Regions from separate parts of the Zea mays genome. Here region 1 is linked to region 2. Evidence: chromatin contacts called from public Hi-C data. All regions are on one chromosome and are shown on one strand. Each heading gives the region's core, a stretch centred on a gene start, on an enhancer-like site or on the middle of the called end of the contact. The rest is flanking DNA. Distances are from core to core; before and after follow the strand shown. Region 1 holds the start of LOC100382099 (Putative DUF1296 domain containing family protein). Region 2 holds the start of LOC100193598.

Region 1 (3,435 bases), core at 595-3,094, 290 kb after region 2:
AGGTTATTACACGTGTGTCGATTAACGTTTGAAACGTAGTATGTAGGGGAACACTAATACACAGGGTTATATTGTAGCTGATGAAAATGGATTGAAATCGCTTGGTCCAAATGTCGATGCTAAGGAACGTAAGAGGCAACGGGAAAGAGAAAGATATGCCGCGATGCCCATTGAAAAAACGAGAAAAGTAGAAAGCGTCGTAAAGTAAGCCAACGAAATAAAGGACCTCCTATACAGCCAGAGGCATCTAGAGGTGATGAAAAAGTTAAATTCCTAATTGTTATTATATCACGAGTTGTAGATATGTAAGTATGTGTTCATTTCGAATGTATTTATAAAGGACACTTCTGTTGTAGGATCCTAATGACTGATATTTTGCAGGTTTTTATGCCACGGAAATTCAATAGATGTCACGCCCTTTTCGTAATAGATCATGTTAAAAAGCATGTGACTTTTATCGACTTTACACCGACTCAAGATTGGTGTAAACACATGCCATACAAGAGATTCACGGAAGCGATTATCATGGCCTCAAAAAATATAAGATTGCTTACAGTAAGAAACGTTCTAGATGGGCGGAGGATATCTTTAAGTGGGAACATATAATTCAGACTGGTGTTCCAATTGACTTAAGAGGGTATTTTCTTCGTACCACCTTCTCAGCAGTTTAATTTTTTCTATGATAATCATTGTATAAAACATAGTTGCCTAAACATTATTCTATAGGTTTAATACGAGCTACCTCGTTCTACAAGCTATGGCCATGTGGGGGAATGACAGACGAATGAAATTTGTTGGGGTGAGTGTAGTACGTTCGTTTTGTGTTCAAAACATACATTCGGCTATCTCGTTCTACAAGATAATATGTTTTGTTCTCTTATGTCTTTGTTTGTAGGATGCAAAGATTCTTCAAATAAACTTTGTGATTGATCTGTTAAGTTATGAGGACAATTCGTGTCGATATGCCATCCCTACAAACATACAACAGAGACTTATCGATATCGCTAAAAAGGATTAGCTGATTAGTGTACAGTTGTCGACACATTTGTCTGTAATTAAAAATTTTAAATTAACTTTTTAGAAATAATTTGTGTGATATTGATAATGTTTTCCACACATATTTTGCATAATATAGTGATGTTTGTCGTTCTGTATTAATGTTTCATACAAATCTTTTACTTCCGTCGCAACGGATGAACACATATCTATAACAATATAACACACATATGTACATAAATTATTGTGTTATTATACATTTTTCTGTTGCAACGCACGGTCACTCACATAGTCTTTACTAATATAAAACAACATTTTCTTCCTTCGTGCATCGTGTACACCGTCCTATCCAACTGCGCGTAACTATCATAAAAAAAATTAGGAGAAGTGGGATTTAGGGGCTGTTTGGTTCGTGGGTAAATGTGCCACACTTTGCCTAAGGTTAGTCGTTCGAATTGAAGAACTAACCTTAGACAGAAAAGTTAGGCAAAGTGTGGCAAGTTAGGCATCAAACCAAACAGCCCTTTAAAGTGCAACGTACGCAGGCCCGACCTACAAAATGAGCCTGAGTCGAAAAACAAACAAGAATGCAGGTCCGTTCTCTGCCAAACCGATCGAATTAACCTACCGCCATTCAAGATGACGCTTCCACCCTCGCCCCCCTACCACTTGGTTCAAGCCGTAAATTCCACGCTCACGGATTTCCTAAGTAGGGATAGGGATATATCCGTCATTTGAGCACCCCTTCCCGCGTTCACACACGCTGACACACTAGCCGCCTCCGCCGGAAAACTCGTGCACAAGCACAACACAACGGCCACCACCGGACCACCGGCCCTCGCAGGTCGCGCAACCATTTCCCTTGGAAAACAACGCGCCCACCCGAGCCCGGCCGGCCCCAACCACTCCAACCAAACCAAAGCCCAAACCCGCTTTCCCCCGAAACCCAGGCCCTCGCGTCGTTTGATGCGATTCCGGCGGCGATCGTCAGCGCCTCCAACACCACCCGCTCCCCCGTCCTAGCGTGCGTTCGGGCGATCTCCCCTCTCGCGGCGGGCATGGCTGGCGTTGGCGGCGGGGCGCGCAGCTCAGACAGGGCGGGGGCGGCGCGCTCGCCCACCACCACCACCACCACCACCACCACGGCGATCCAGTCCACCATCCAGTCGATCAAGGAGGTCGTCGTCGGCCACTCCGACGCCGACATCTTGGACACCCTCCGCGAGTCTAACATGGACCCCAACGAGACGGCGCAGAAGCTGCTGAATCAAGGTCCCCTTACCTCTCCCCTGTTCTCCGATCTGGGGTCGCCTCGACTCCATCGATCTCGTACCGGTGCCTTGAGCTAGGGTTTTGGGGCGCTCGCTGAGCTGCATTGGGTCGGCTCTGCCGCCACACCCGTGGGGGCGCAGGGGATTGCCGTGTACAGTCTAGGGTTTTCGAGATATGGGGATTTGGGGGAGGCTCAGCGTTTAGTGGTTTATTGATTACTGATACTAATCACGAGGGTCGTGATTTTGATTAGCGAGTGATGTCCATATATATAATGGCACTCTTGCAGGGCCAAGTCGTTAACTTTAGTTGTTGGCTACTTGTAATTTTGTGTTCTATTCTATGTTGCAACTTTGTAGAAGGTAGTGCTTACTATTGCTTGCTGGTGTGTGTTGTAACGGGCCTATAAGAATAGATATTATAATGGTCTCCATGTTTTTTTTTCGAGAAGAAAATGATCTTTGGTGTTTTTGTATGGTGCTGATATGTGCGATGTCTCTTATTTGCTGGACGTCAGATGCCTTTGTTTGCAATATATATTGCCTCCGGTAGTAAATCTTCTCATGTTATTTTTTGTGCTTAGAATTTGTTGTTCGTTTGCACTTGCAGATCCATTTCACGAAGTGAAAAGAAAAAGGGACAAGAAGAAAGAGGTATACACTGTTTGGGTAAATTTTCAGTGCAACGGTAAAATAATGGATTAAACCTGAAGTTGTTTCCTTTTTGTTTATAGCATACTTGTACATATTCATCTTGCAATGTTAGGCTTTTTGTGATGTTTTGAAACAATCTAAATCAAAAAGTCACATTTGGGGTTCTATGCCCTTAAATTGCATGCACACAGTCACTCAATAGGCTAGCAAAAGAGGTAAAATATGATGAGACGTACACATTGCTTTTGCACAAGACATGCATTCCACAACACTTTATTTGTTCTACGTGTTCTCTCTTGCCTTTTTCCTTGTGTGTGTGTGAGCTTTCAGCACGGTTATGAATAGACAAAGGTAGTTCTCTATCAATTGAGGAAACATGTTAGGTTTATTGCTTCTTTGTTAAAGTGTGCAATGCACATTATGAAGCTTCAAAAATGCTGAAAATCATACGTTGCTATTCTTTTATTCGGTTGTGCTGAAAAAAGTATTACATTGTTAGAGTGCTGGCCAGAAG
Region 2 (3,491 bases), core at 920-3,419:
TATTATAGTTACTAATTTAGCCAGGCCCTTAAACGTAGTAGCAATGTATGCCAGCAGTCCAGCACTAGTAGAAACTTCTTGAACCTCAAGATGACTTACAAGTATTGAAGAACCTCGTTCCAATAGATAAGCCTCGGTATCTCCCCAGTCAGTTTGTTTTGTGCCAAGTCCCTGGAGTGCACATCACATTAGAAATTCTGGACCATGCTAGTTGATCCACCTTATAAGAATCATGCAACAATAGTAACTTACAGAATCTTCAAATTTGGGAGCTGTGACAATGTTGAGGGGATCGCACCAATCAGCTGGTTGTTCTTCAATATCCTAGAAATCACAAACAGCGCCACAAGATCTGTAAGAACTTCCAAAGCCAAAACGGCATGTATTTCTATGCACATTCCAGAGAGAAGAAGCCTCACAAGTTCTCCAGGTGCTTCAGCTTTGATATTGAAAATGGTATGTCGCCGTCCAAGTTGTTGAATGAAAAGTCCCTAAAAGAAAGAAAAAAAGGAAAGTTTGAATAAAAGCACTATATTCAGTTAAACCCACAACCACAAGTAAACACGGGTTAATCGAAGTTGAACTTACAGCGTCCTAAGTGATGAACAATCGCCAATCTCATCAGGGATCTGCCCGGATAGGCCATTTGACTTGAGGTCGCTGAATGTGAATGCAAAAGAGGCCAGTTAAACACCGGTCAGGACTCAGAAAACAAAAATCCAACCAACAGCAGTCGTTTGGACAAATAAGAAACCATCCGTACATGGAGACGAGGCTCTTGAGGCTGCCGACGGCTGGAGAGATCTCACCCTCAAGGTTGAGGCCAGAGAGGTTGCTGCATTTGCATTGGCGCCATAACCCGGATCAGTGGCCACACGTCGCTGTCGTTGGGGAAAAAAAAGAGCAGAGTTTTAACGAGACGCCATTCTTACAGCGCGGCGACGGCGAACGTGACGTTGTCGCACAGGACGCCGCGCCAGGAGCAGTAGTCGTCGCCGGCCCAATCGTACAGTACGTTGCCGACGTTGCGGAAGGACTTCTTGATCTCCACCAGCGCCGCCCCTGGAAGGTGCAGAGCCAGCCGCGTTAGCACAAAGAACGGGTTACAGAGTGGTAGAAATCCGAGCAGACAGTTCTCGGCAAACGGAATCTCCGCAGAAAGGGAGTTGGGTAACGTGGTAGTTGGATTCTGGATTAGTGCTTGCAGGCAGGAAAGCGAGGGACGTCAAGATTTGGAAAGCACAGATACGACACGGTGGTGAAATATGAAGTTGCTTGGATTCATTCAGATATAGGAAACTGGATCAGGATGGCAAAACCAAAACACAGCTAAAACCACACAGGAATAGAACAAGGCTTAGCAGCAGAAACCAAGCTTCCAGCACTGAAAGGGCCAAATGAAGAAACAATGATGGATGCTCAAACGATTTAAGGATGCTCTGAGCATTTGCTCCAACAAGCAGCACAAGAAGGCACATATAAACAGAACCGAACATGAAGAGAGATAGTAAGCACATTTTGAAACATGGACAGGATAGTTAAAAGCTCGTACTAGGCAAGAAGATGAGATGAGAAGAGGCACAGCTCACAAGGATTAAGTTAAGACTCGGGTTACGGGCTTACAGCAATAAAAAAAGGGGGTGGAATAGAACACTAGCGAATCACCATGCCTCCAAAAAGCGCGTACTTGCAGCGCTAATAAAATACTAATCCTAACGAACCCAGCCGCCCCCCCTGAATCTTTGCTCCCCAGTACGCAACAAGAGGACTCCCAGAGAAGAAAGAAAGCGAAACGGGTGAAGAGAGAACGGAACAGATCGGCAACCATCGTCGGCGACGGCGGCGGCGGCGGCGGCGGCGGTGACGAGCACGAGGGCGGCGAGAGCACGGGCGGCCGTCGTCGTCATGGCCACTGAGCTGCGCACAGGCATCGGGGGAGTGACATTACAGGAAGAGGACAGGCGGCGATGGAGCGCGAGACGTGCTGCAGCGAGCCTGCCTTAATGGGGGCTCTGGGTTGGTTTCGTGGGTTCTCGCGCTCGGCTTTGCGCACTTGCGCCGCGCTGGCTCAGTGACAGGCAGCGGGGTAGCTGCTGTATGGCTGGGCGATAGAGTGGCAGCGTAGGGGAGGGGGTAGGGGCTATGGAGGAGAGCAGCAGCTTCCTACTACTTCGTAGGCCTCTAGCTCTAGTTTGGAGTTTTGAGAGGGAGAGAGAATGGCTGTTTGTGTTTGAGAGGGGGCCGCTAGAGAGAGAATGTGTTTCCTGTGACGAGAGAGAGTGGGGGCGAAGGACACTGGGACGTCACATCGATGATCTACAGTGCTTTTTCTCCCGCTTTCTGGTTGGCCTGGAGCAGTAGAACTCGAGTCATAGATCGAGGAGCATGGCACGGCTGACATGCGGGGCCTCCAGAGTTTGGATTGGGTTAATGCTTAGCTAGCTGTGAGGGGAGGTGGACCACCACGCCTCTGTGTTTTAGAGGGCGTGTTTGGTTTAGCTTGGAGTTCGCAGATTGGTTGTTGCAGGGCATAGGATTGTTTGTTTATTTGGTTCGAGGGACAAAGAACGATGTGGGTAGGATAGGGACCCGTTTTGCATCCGTTATTAAGCCTCCGTATCGTCTCGTCGTCTCCCAGAAGCACATCCCGATTCGAGAGAGAGAAAAAAAATCGACGCCACCGGCCGCTATGTCGACTGCGCGAAGGCGGAGTGTCATCCGCTGCTCCCTTTCAGCATGGGGAGGAGGTTCCTCTGACGTACTGCAGGGGGCAGTAGGGTCACCGCACGCGGGGACCACGCGGCAGTGCCCTCTCCCCACGTCAGAGGATCTCGTTCCCCAGCATGGAGGACCCCGGCGGCGCTGCTAGCCTGCTGCCCAAGGGTGTGCGCGGAGGCTCCCAGCGGGCAGCGGCCCTGCTGGGCTATTGCTCAGGGGCGCGGGGGCTCCTGCGACGGTGCCAAGAAGCGCGGCCTCCATGGCAGCCTGGCTGCGGCCTCCCGGAGTTCCTGTAGCCGCAGACTCCCCCTATGACCTCGTTGTCGACACAAAGCGGAAGAAGGCAAGGAAGAAGATGCGGACCCAACCACCGCCGTTCGGAGGGGTACCTGCTAGCTCGCCGGCCGGGCGGCGGAGCCTGGTCCAGTAGGCTTAATTGTTTTACTTAGCCTTTCAGATGGACACAAGAACACAAGTGTTTAGAGTAGTTCAGGCTGCCAAAGAGTAATATCGTACCTCCACTATAAGTTATATTGCCTGAGAACTTAGTAGTGGGCGACCTAAGTGTGAATCGACCTCCTTTGCTACGGAGCAAGTGCACTTCCATTTATAATCTAAGGGAGGCACGTTATAAGGGAGTTCAAGACCCGACATGTGGGCCTAAGAGTATTTACAATATGGAATGGGAAACACCTAATAGAGCAAACAATGCTAGATCTTTCTGAGCGCGTATCCCTTCTTGGTCATCGCGCATGCTCCTGACATCCTATGTT

Evidence for each region. Hi-C and Micro-C count contacts between places; a contact is called where the count stands out from the background.
Region 1: a contact with region 2 is called in a Hi-C map of leaf mesophyll, with 5 times the contacts expected there. The contact joins the promoter of LOC100382099 here to the promoter of LOC100193598 in region 2. A contact is called at or near these places in 2 of 25 Hi-C or Micro-C datasets (bundle sheath and leaf mesophyll).

What each region holds. Positions count from the first base shown.
Region 1 is chr6:120,118,273-120,121,707 of Zm-B73-REFERENCE-NAM-5.0, forward strand. LOC100382099 (Putative DUF1296 domain containing family protein) reads left to right here and starts at 1,845. Exons shown (of 11, transcript NM_001174860.1): 1 at 1,845-2,268; 2 at 2,878-2,921; 3 at 3,421-3,435. The coding sequence starts at 2,055.
Region 2 is chr6:119,822,974-119,826,464 of Zm-B73-REFERENCE-NAM-5.0, forward strand. It overlaps LOC100193598, which reads right to left and starts at 2,170. Exons shown (of 27, transcript NM_001358834.1): 1 at 1,826-2,170; 2 at 933-1,062; 3 at 764-835; 4 at 589-660; 5 at 420-491; 6 at 253-324; 7 at 100-171. The coding sequence starts at 1,931.